Linked DNA regions of Oryctolagus cuniculus: region 2 is linked to region 1. A link is a contact called in public Hi-C data. All regions are on one chromosome and are shown on one strand. The core of a region is the stretch at or near the end of the contact, and the rest is flanking DNA. Distances in the headings are between cores, read along the strand shown.

Region 1 (5,875 bases), core at 3,156-5,655:
GAGAATCATTAGAGAGGCGCAGACAGATATACCTGGGTCAGCATCACCCACATGTGCTGTCCAGAAGTGGAAGGCGAGTGCACGTGGCGAGCCAGGAATGAAGGGGGCTTGGAGGCTGATCCGCGCTGTCACCAGAGACAGGCTGGGAGGGTGATGAATAGGAGTGGCTGCTATTTAGAAATCATTAGAGTTGCTTCTTACAAGTTTGGCAGGTTCTTGGTACAATTATATAACTACACATCCATTTGGCGTGTAGAGATGAATTATGTAGGGTGCGTGTAATTACATGTAGCAAAATGGGTACTTTTATTCCGTGGGTATTTACATAGCACAGTGAATAGTGTACTTAGAAATAATTAACATAAAGCATTATTCAAAAAACAAGACAATTAAGAGTAGTTTGGTTCCTTGAGCTCAAAAATAAATAAATAAATAAAAGAATCTAGAATCTTCCTTCACTTTATTCCTATACTCTGTGCCAAACGGTTCTGGAAGGTACTCGCCCCGGTTGCCCGAACACAAAAGGAAGAGTAATTTCCCTGTTATTCATAATCTCTTGATGTAAGGAAGAGATCTTTTCAAATCTAAAGTGGCTCAAAACTTCGGTCTGGCTTCATTCAGCTAGTCCTAAATTTAAGCCCAGTGTCCCTGAGTAAAGACCTGGATACAATTTGGAACTTCTGTTCTTGCAAAATTGAAATTCCCCATCTGACTTAGTAAACTGTGTTTCGTTTAAAGGTGTCAGCAGAATTCGTTTTTTTTTGCCTTGAGTCCAAATATCCACATCTTTGTCTTTGTGAATAAGCGATGATGGAAACCTTTAGCATTAGGTATTGCTTCCCCTGGGGGGTCTGAAATGTTTCTTGTTGGAAACTATTTGAAACTAGATCTAAATTCGGATCTAAAATGTATCCAGAAAATGCTACAATGAAACAAACTACACCTACATGTGGGCATAGTAATGAACTATGTCCTGTAGGTGGGATAGCATGTAACAAAATGAGTACTTTTATTCTCTGGGTGTTTGCATAGCACACAGCCAGAGTTTTACAAAGAATGTCCTGACATTTCCCTTGAAGCCAATCACACAGGTTACAAGATTTCCATATTTTTCACCTTCTTTATAGTGGGGTCAAAATTCTGGATTATTCCCTAACTTTTCCTGGAGATAGTTCGGAGGTGAAACTGAATTTTTTAAATTTTGGTGTCTATTTAAAATACGATATAAGGACCTAAAGACTCGCCTATGAAGGATACAGGGAGGGCATTTATTTATTTATTTATTAAATAAAGCCTTACAGCGTAGGGCATTTTCCGATTCTGGAGACATTCTTGGTGGTCGGTTCCTTTAAGGAGTCAGGTTTGTGTATCAGAAGAATGGCTACATTTGAATCTTTAGGAAATGACTCATTGGGTTTCATTTTCTTGGGGCTATCAAAGGAAGATCAATGTAGTAATAAGCTACACATTCGATAGTTTGGCGAATTTGCTAACTTTCCCCTTAGCGTCTTCAGTAAATAGAGTGTAGATGCCAAGAGAGAGGAGAACCCACCCATCTCAGCAGCAGGGGGAGGAGTAAGCTCTCCAAAGTACTTTACAGTTTTCTGTAAGTTACATTAGTACGATCACACCCCCAATGTGCCCCCTCTCCCTCTCTTTCTCTCTCTCTTTTTAGACAAAATAAAATGAGTGAGAAAAGAACATGAGCGATTCTGGCTCCTGTATTATTTCGTTGCCTTATTTGGTGCTAAGCTGTATCTCAGTTAAAGATACAAACAGCATCTCGGTGGACCGAGATTTTGGAAGCTCGTGGTGGCAGTGGTCCCCATATCTGAGGGGACCGTGAGCTTTCTTCCCCTAAAGGGAGAACCTGAAAGTCAAAAAGTGGCCGCACAAAGTGACCACACACCTTGGGGCTGTGCTCCATCCTAAGGAGACTCAGTTAACACAGTGTTTTGGGAGGCCGCGGTGATGACTGCTTTATCTTCGGAGGTGCCCGTGGGGATCTCTGTCCTAAAACCTTCCCATCTTCTCAGTGTTTAGCAGAGCACACAGAGCGTGGAGCCCCTCTCTCTGCGGATCAGTGGGCCCTCAAGCTTTGGCAATGCTGAGGCCGACCGTCGACGTGAAAAGAAGGAAAGAAAAGGAAATAGGATAGATGGGACTTGCTCCTAGTCTATGTACTTGCTCAAGAAGATGACAACGTAGCTTTAAAAGTTTTTTTTAAAAACAGATTACTTCACTCAGCATAATTTTTGATCAGCGATTTAGCTTGTGTGATTTTAACACGGTAATATTTTGTGTGGCTGGTAAACGCAGGCTCAACACGCCTCTCCCCCTGACTGTAGACGGCAAGACTTCTATAACCCAAAAGTTGGGTAGGAGTGATCTAAATTTTATTTAAAGAGACTTCAATCCGCAGGCCACTCGATGCAGGCTTTCTCTACATGGTTCTCTAGCATGTAAATAATATAAACATAACCAGAAATGTAACAAGAATATTTAATAGTCGTCAAACTTATTTTTAAAATATTGCCATGGATTCAAAACCCTGAATTCCAACCAGATGTACTTCTGGAGTATTACACAGGTCATATATATTTCACTTTTTTGGTTCAAACCCAGGGGATCGACACGATAATTAGATTGAAAACATCTGCACCAAATCCAAACCATTCCCCTGATTCTTCCCCACGGGAGGGAATTTTTTTTTCTTTTCTTTTTTTTTTTTTTTTCTTTCTTTTTTTAAAGCTCCTGCACATTTTGTCTAAGCACCTTCCGGGTAATTCCTAAGGGCTCGCCTGCCTGCCACCGCACGCATGCGAGCAGCTAGCAAACTGCCCCCAAGCGTGGGCTGGCGAGGCCAAGAAGCGGGATTGGAAGGCGTGGGGGCTCCGCCGCCGCTTCCCGCAGGGAGCCCGGCTCCGGGACAGGGCGTGGCCAGCGCGGGGCCTGGGGCGCGCGGGTGGCACGTGCGCCCGCGACCCGAGGACCCGAGTAGCCGGGGCGCCGCTGCCCTCTGCTGGGCGGCGCGGTCGGAGCTGCAGCGCGGCGGCCGGAGCCCCGCACCCAAGCGGCCCGCGGCCCCCGCACGCAGCGCGCAGAGTCTGGGGCTCCCACGCGCTCCCACCCACCTGCTCCCTGCGCCTGCTTGGAGTCAGGGGTGCTGGGAGTGGGGTCGAGGGGTGCGGGCGCAGAGTGAACCCCGCCCCCTCCGGAGCTCAGGGGCCTCCCCTGGAAGAAGCCCGCCGAGGCGAGATCTGGGGACGCGGCTGTTCCCCGCACGCTCCACGCATGGACGCTAAAACCCTCGATACTCGCCCGAAAAGCAGTTAGAGTTCCCACTTCCATGTTTTATTTTTGCATCGGGTGCAGAGTTTATTTACATATAATTTTCAAGATTAAGGAATTTGGGGATTTGTTTTAACTAATTACACGTTAAATGAAGTGCGGGAGAATTACACGTGTGTGTAATCAATTAAACACGACGATCGCAAAACGTGGGCTTTTTTTTTTTTTATTGGCCAGGTTTCTGGGAAGAAGGAAATCAAAAGGGAATTGGTTTTTTTTTTTTTTGGGGGGGGGAGGCTTAAACGCTGGGGTTTCTGTAAACTTGGGAGCACGCTTTCTGGGGCCAGGGAGCGAGCCCACACTTTCCCAGTCGGTGCGCGCACCGGAGCACAACCGGAGATAGAGTTTCTGGGGCTGCCCCGCCGCAGCGGTGCGGGGACCCTCGAGACCGCGAGCCTTGCCAAGACTTTTCCTGTCTTGGCCTAAACGGGAGCCGCGACCGCCGGGCTGGGGGGCGCAGGGACCCCCTGCAGCCCCGCCGCTGTCTCCCGGGGCGACGCCGCGACCGCGCGGCCCGGGTGCGGGGCACCAACGCGGGCAGCGACCAAGTAGGGGGACAAGGGCCGGTTCTCCCCGCAACCCCAATGCCCCAAGACTTAAAAATTTCCCGTCGCCTTAGCGGCGGAGTCCCCGCCGGGACGCCCGCGGCGAGCGCGCCCCTCGCACAGGGGCCCGGGCAGGTGGTCGCGGCGGCTCCGCGCGCTGCGGCCGGCGGGCCCCAAGTTGAGGGGGAGGGGGGGTCCCTGCGGCCGCCGCACCCCCGCGACCCCCGGCGCGCCTCAGGTGAGCGGGGCCCGGCGTCGCGCGGCCGCCCTCCAGCGCCCCCTCGGGGCCGGGTTCGCGCCCGCCCTCGCCGCCGCCGCCGCCGCCGCGGCCGGGGCTGGGGGCCCGGGAGGGGCGGGGGTCGCGGGCCGGGCACCCGCCCGCCGCGGGGGAGGGGGCGGGGGCCGCGCGCGCCGGGCCGACTGGCGGCCGCCGCGCCCTCGGGCTGCGACTCCGGCTCCGGCTCGGGCTCGCCATGGCTGCGGCGGCGGCGGCGGCGGCGGCGGCGCCGTGAGGAGGAGTCCGCGTCCTCCGTGGCGGCGGCGGCGGCCGGCTCCAGGCCGGGTTTTGGCGCCGCCCGCTTGCTGCCTCCTGGCGGCTCCTGAACTCCAGCCCCCTCTCTATCAGCCTCTCACTCCGTCTCAATATGTCTCAAGATGGCGGCCAATGTGGGATCGATGTTTCAATATTGGAAGCGCTTTGATTTACAGCAGCTGCAGGTCAGGCTTCTCCTCGCTCGGCCTCTCGCCCGGGGGTGGGGGCTGCGGGCGGTCGCGGCCTCCCCCGGGGTCCCCGGGCTGCCCGGCCGCCGGGGGGCCGCGGCGGCGGGGAGGAGGGGGGTGCCGGGGAGAGCGGGGCCGAGTCGGGGACAAGTCCCTCTCGCTCCCCGGCCCCCATTGATAACTCGCTTGATCAGAAATTGATCCTCTTTGTTCAATTCATCGATCAGCCCAAGATGGCGCCGGGAGCCGCCGCCGCCACCGCTGCCCCCGGTGTCTGCCCCCACCCGGGGCGCCCCCCCGGGCCCTGCGCGGCCGCCGCCAGCGCCACCGCCGCCGCCGCGGGACCGGGGAGGGGGCGGCCCCGGCGGCCTGCGGGGCGCGCGCGCGCGAGCGGGGCGCGGGCGGCGGGCGGCGGGCGCCGGGAGGGGGCTGCGGCCCGGCGGCGGCGGCGGCGGCGGCGGCGGCGCCCGCCCGCGCCCCGCGCCCCCGGCCCCGCCGTATTCCCGGGGAAAGTTTGCGGGGAGTTGCTGTGGGGGGTGAAGCGCCTGCCTCTCCAGGAGGAGCCGCCGCCGCCACTGCCGCCGGCGCGGCGGAGCTGGGGCTGGTGGCGCTGTGGTGCCGCCGGCTCGGGGGAGGGTCAGAGCGGCCACCGGCGGCGGCGGCGGCGGCGCGGCCCGGCTCCGGCCAGGCGGGCGGGCGGGCGCCCGCGCTCCCTGCCCCGGCCGGCCGGCCCGGGGGCCCGGCCGCCGCTCCCGGCTGTCAGCGGCCCCTGCCGCACCCCCGCGCCCGGCGTGGCTGGCCGCACGGACCCCGGGGTTTGTTTACGTCCGGGGGAGCACCCGGGGGCCACCCGCGGATCCCTCGGTCCGCCCGGCTCTTTTGTGTGCCTGCGCGAGTGGCGCGGACCTGCCCCTGCGCGACCAGGGGACCCCCGCGGGGGCGCTTCGGGGAAACTTGGCGCGGGGCAGCAGGGGCTTCCCGCACGCTGTGCGGCGGGGTCGCGGCGTCCGGGACCGCCCGGCGGGCGCGGGTGCCGGCGCGAGGAGCGGGGCTGCAACTTTCCCAGAGCGCAGGCCCCGCGCTGCGCCCCGGCGCGCCGGGTGCCGGGCGAGGGGCGCTTCCTCCCGGCCGCGGGTCCGGGTGGCGCTCACCGCCTGCCAGCCGGCTCCAACGGCCCTAGTGACCTCGGGGGTCCTGCCCTGTCCTGCAGGCGCAATGGAGCGCGTGGTGGGGCCGTTCCGTGGTGCCTCTTCGGCTCC
Region 2 (5,468 bases), core at 923-3,422, 100 kb after region 1:
CTGGGGCTGGGCCAGGCTGAAGCCAGGAGCCTCATCCAGGCTGGGCCACCCCCTGCTGCTTTGCCCAGGTGCATTATCAGGGAGCAGGAAGTGGAGCAGCCTGGACTTGAACCACGTCGCAGGTGGCGGTTTTACCTGCTACGCCGCAGCACTAGCCTATTTCCATAGTTTGTTTTTTTAAGGATTTATTTATTTGGGAGGCAGAGTATAACAGAGTGGGGGGGGGTGGAGAGGGAGAGAGAGAGAGCGAGAGAGCTCTTCTATCCGCTGGTTCACTCCCCAGTTGGCTACAATGGCAGGGGCTGAGCCAGGCTGAAGTCTGGAACTTCATCTGGGTCTCCCATGTGGGTGCTGGGGACCCAGCTATTTGGAACATTATCTACCGCTTTCTTGGGCAAATTAACCAGGAATGAGATCAGAGGAGGAGCCGCTGGGATTCGAACTGGCACTCGGATATTGGATGCTTGCATTGCTAGCCGTGGTTTAACCTGCCCCTTGGTTTTTCTTCTTTACGGTGATAAAATACACCTAACATAAAACCCTTTTGACCATTTTTTTATTGTGAAGGTCCCTCGCATTCAGTGCCTCACCACCATTCATCTCCAAGTCTTTTCCATTTTGAAACTATAAATAAAGCTTTATTTGAACACAGCCAAATTCACTGGCTCACCTGTTGGGCACAGCTGCTCTTGTGCTGCCACTATGGCAGAATTGAGAAACTGCAATCAAGACCATGTGGTCCACAAACCAAAAATACTCCCTCCACGACCCTTTCCTGCAAAACTTGTCCGGCCCCTGGCTTGGGCTGGGCGGCTGCGGCTTGGGCAGTTACCGTAGCAACCACCCAGCGGTCTCAGCCACTGCCAACCTCACTCCCTTCTGGTCTGGCTGCTACCAGCGTGGTTTCGCTAAGATGCACTTCTGATCGGTTAATGCCTGTGAATAAAATCGCAGGGCAACATCCCATAGGTCAATGTACTTCCTGGGAATACCCGTCCCAGAATATGGACACGTGCTGTTAAGGCTCTGAGAAGGCCGGGGAAAGAAACCTCTGCCACCCATCGATTTCTCCCCTGCCTCCTCAAACCCACTGACTCGAGCGGGTTCCTTCCTTCCTTTCCTTTCCTTTCCTTTCCTTTCCTTTCCTTTCCTTTCCTTTCCTTTCCTTTCCTTTCCTTTCCTTCCTTCCTTCCTTCCTTCCTTCCTTCCTTCCTTCCTTCCTTCCTTCCCCTCCCTCTCTCCCTTCCTTCCTTCCTTCCTTCCCCTCCCTCTCTCCCTTCCTTCCTTCCTTCCTTCCCCTCCCTCTCTCCCTTCCTTCCTTCCTTCCTTCCCCTCCCTCTCTCCCTTCCTCCCTTCCTTCCCCTCCCTCTCTCCCTCCCTCCCTTCGTTTCTTTCTTTCTTTCTTTCTTTCTTTCTTTCTTTCTTTCTTTCTTTCTTTCTTTCTTTCTTTCTTTCTTTCTCTCTCTCTCTCTCTCTTTCAGATTTATTTTATTTATTTGAAAGAGTTACAGAGAGAGGTAGAGACAGAAAAAGAGGGGTCTTCCATCCACTGGTTCACTCCCCAGATGGCCACAACACCTGGAGCTGTGCCGATCCGGAGCCAGGAGCTTCTTCCAGGTCTCCCACATGGGTGCAGGGGCCCAAGGACTTGGGCTATCTTCACTGCTATCCCAGGCCATAGCAGAGAGCTGGAGCGGAATTGGAGCAGCCGGGAATCGAACCGGTGCCACTATGGGATGCCGCTGCTTCAGGCTAGGGTTTCAACCTGCTGTGCCACAGCGCCGGCTGCAGGTTTTCTCTTCTTGTCCTTACCACCTGTTGCTACTCTACAGCAGAGGTTGGCAAACTTGGACTGCAGACGGACTGTGGGTCAACTCCCCGCTCCTCCGGCTGCAGGCCTGCAGGGACGCAGCTCCAGACCGGACGCGAGCAGTGGCCTTGGCCCATGGCAATGGTTCCCTGACTCCTGTCCTGGAAAGCAGAGGTTCTCAGGGTGTGGCCCCGCATCCACGGCAGCACCTGGGCAGATCCTCCGCACTGGAGACTCTGGGGGCTGCCGGCAGCCTGTGTGTAGCAGCCCCCTCACTTTGCTGGGCTCCACTCAGGAGTGTGTCCTGAGCCCCTAGCCCCTGTGCTGTGCAGCTGCTGTCCCCACCTAGGCAGGGCACACTGTGTCCTGCTGTGGCCACTGACTTGCCCCCTTGGCCATTTGTCTCATCCTGGTGTCCCCAGCGCACATTGGGCACCCCCAGAGCACTGACCGTGGGGTCCAGCGAATGAGTGGAGGACGCAGCCCAGGGCGCCGAGCAGGGGCGGGGCGGGGAAGTCGAGTCAGCCCGGGGTTCCTGATTCTCCACGGTTCTGGGAAGTGCTGGTTGGGGAGGCCTCCCCTTCATTTCCTCTTCTCCCCGCACTGACTCACTGATTGATTGATGTTTGGAAAGTGTGAGTCATCTTGTTAGAGAAGGAAAAGGAAATTTTATTCTCGGTCTCCCTCCCTTTCAAGTGAGCACCGAACACGAGCGGCTGGCATTGCGCTCGGAAGCGTTTACGTGCATCTCTGGTTTTCCTAATCGGTAACTTCTCGCAGACGGGGGTCCCTGCGTGTTTGACTTTGTGCCTTCCCCTTGGTGGCACGAGTGAGCTGGCGGCCCCAGCTCGCTCTGCCTCAGCCCAGGCGAGTGTGCAAACGATGGCCCGAGCTCCTTCTCGGAGCGGGAGGGACCGTCTCCACCTTCCAGAGTTTCAAAATGAGCACACGGGGCAGGGAGTAACGGCGTCTTAAGCCAGTTTGTTAAATGTGAAGGGATAAGATGTTCTAGGTTTACATCATGTACCAAATATAGATAAGGCCCGGATCAGCTGGACGCCAGGCCCGCGGCCCACGCTGGGGCCAGAGCTCTGTCGAGTCTGGGATGCCTGTTCTGTGTCACGGCCTCCGGGAGGGACCTGGACGCGTGGCCTTGGCTTTTAAGGCTCTCCTCCCGGGGAACCCAAAAAAAGGCATCCGTTCACAATTCTCCATGGCGCCGGATGTGCAGTGTTAGCGTTTGCCGCGTAACTCTCTCCGTGTCCGGCATGTCCTAGATGTTTTAGGTTCTTTGGGAAAACACCGCCAAGAAAGTGGGCGTCTTCGCAGCTGGCGACCTGACGCAGAGGCTGGCCGAGTGCCCGCCACGGCCGTGACTTTGTCCCCGCCGCCCTCGCTCGCCCGGCGCCACGCCCAGGGCCTCGGGCGCCTGCGCGGTCTTTCCTTGTGCGCCACAAAGCCCTGCACCGTCCCTGTTGGCCAGGCGCGGGGGCCGTGGCTCGGCTGGACTTCCCAATCCCTGCTGACGTCACGCCCAGGCCCGTCCCCTGTGCTGGCTGCTCAGCGGTGACCAGCTGTGTGCTCCTCGGCTGTCCCTGACGCCAGAACCGGGGCCGCACCAAGCGCAGGGCGTGCATCGCCTGGAAACACCCGGACACGGAAGCTGCTGAGCTGCGGGTTCGAGGGAGGAAAGGGAGCCGGGTGGGCTGCTTCTCACCGCCACCTCCTCTCCCCTCGCATTCCCTTCTCCCGTAGAGAGCTGCGGCCCGTGCTCACTGCACTGACCGCTTGCGATCAATTTTCTCATCCAGAGTTGTGGTGGCCCTGCCAGGCTGGCGGACCCGGTGCTGCCACAGTCCGAGTGCCCAGATTCCTGTGCTGATGGGGCGGGGGAGCTCGGGGGAGGCTGATGTCAGATGAGGCCGTGAGGGTGGGGCCTCGCGATTGCATCATTGGCTTCCCCGCACCTGCTCTCTCCGGCTGCGAGGCCTCCCGCCGCACCGTGGTGCAGCCGGCTGGTCCTCACCAGACGCCAGCACGCTGATGGTGGACTTTGCAGCCTCCGGAGCTGTGCTAAGTCAGTCTCTGTTCTTTACCAATTACCCAGTCTCAGGTGCTCTGTTAGAGCGGCAGGCAGTGGAGCAAGGCGCAGGCCTGCTGATAGACTTGAGGGAGATGAGCTTGGTCCGAGCCACTCAGCCAGTGAGTAACTGAGCTAGGGTCCCTGGGGGTCTCTGCTCAGACAGCAGCCGTGTCTCACCCGAACCACCACCTCCACGGCCGGCCTGGGGACTCCCAGGAAGTTCATGGCAGGGTCCCACTCCCGGTTCCAGCCCTCCCTGGACAGACCAGAAGTCCAAGACTGCATTCTGACCTCTGACCCTGACGCTGAGCCCCTGGCCCCTGCAGCAGGTGGGCCAGGGGTGGCGCCCACCTAGCGGCTTCTGTCCTCGCCCCAAAGGCAGTCTGACGCTTGCAAGGCCGTGAGTCCACAGTCAAGAAGAAAAGAGGGCCGCTCTGGAGGGGAGGACCTGCACTGTGGTCCCCCCGCGTCTCCGCAGCGAGGGACGGCCGCCCTGGCGTTGGGAGCAAGCGGCGCCCGCCGACGCCAGGCTGAGGTCATTTCCATTTCTGTGTCAGGACTGGCCCCGCACAGAGATAGACGGTTATATTTGTCACCAGCTCACTTATCAGCACACGCCACCAGACGCGCAGACTGTAACCCGACTCGACTCAAGAAAATTCATTGCACGACTGGGTGGTGAAGCAGGCCAGTGTGGAAGACATCAGGTGGATCACAGAACCAGCGTCCCCCTCAGAAACTGAGCCGTGGATGTCCTTCCCTCCGCAAGTCCACAGTCTGGCCCTGCGTTCCCACTGCTGAGGACCCGTCCTGAAACAAAATACAGTAAGATAAAGAATAAAAACTTGCCCAGAGCCTCCTGAACAAGAACTTTGATCGTAGGGATATTTATAATGCCAAGAAAATACTCGATACACAAAACCACAATAAGGTTTCACCTCACCCCCGTGAGGATGGCTCTCATACAGACATCAACAAACAACAAATGCTGGCGAGGATGTGGGGAAAGGTACCCTAACCCAGTGACCCACTGTCAGCGGGGATGTAACCTGGCGCAGCCACTGTGGAATATGGACCTACCGTATGCCCCAGCCATCCCACCCCTGGGAATTTACCCAAGGGAAAGGAAATCAGCCTATGAAGGCGTTATCTGCACCCAGGTTTATTGCAGCTCAGTTCACACGAGCTAAGATATGGAATCAACCCACATGCCCTTCAGCGGAAGCCTGGATAAACAAACTGTGGGGTATGTACCGCAAGTGGTCTTTAAAAAATGAAATCCACTCATTTGCAACAAAGTGGATGAATCTGGAAAACATCATACTCAGTGAAAGAAGCCAGTCCCAAAGGGACAAATACCACGTGTTCTCCCTGACCTGTGAGCACCTAAAAGGAAACCTGTAAACGTGAAATGAACACACTTGGAGATGCAGTGACTTTGAGCGGTGACTTTGAACAGCCCTTGTCTCCACTGTTGAGGAGCAGTTGTTTTTCCATACAATTTGCTGAACTCTTTACTTAGTATAGAGTTAATTGTATGTATAAAGTTAATTGAAAAATAGATCTTAGTAAAAA

What was found. Hi-C and Micro-C count contacts between places; a contact is called where the count stands out from the background.
Region 2: a Hi-C map of an unstated tissue shows a contact between it and region 1, with 1.9 times the contacts expected there. The contact joins the enhancer-like site here to the promoter of CUX1 in region 1. A contact is called at or near these places in 2 of 6 Hi-C or Micro-C datasets (psoas muscle and an unstated tissue).

What each region holds. Positions count from the first base shown.
Region 1 is chr19:43,683,762-43,689,636 of mOryCun1.1, forward strand. CUX1 (cut like homeobox 1) reads left to right here and starts at 4,406. Exons shown (of 23, transcript XM_051837967.2): 1 at 4,406-4,613. The coding sequence starts at 4,551.
Region 2 is chr19:43,789,104-43,794,571 of mOryCun1.1, forward strand. The region is part of intron 2 of CUX1 (cut like homeobox 1); the gene reads left to right. Among named protein-coding and RNA genes, the nearest start is that of CUX1, 100 kb to the left of the region's middle. Within about 2 kb of position 2,173, at least 4 of the 8 cell types and tissues checked have an H3K27ac peak or open chromatin away from gene starts, as enhancers often do.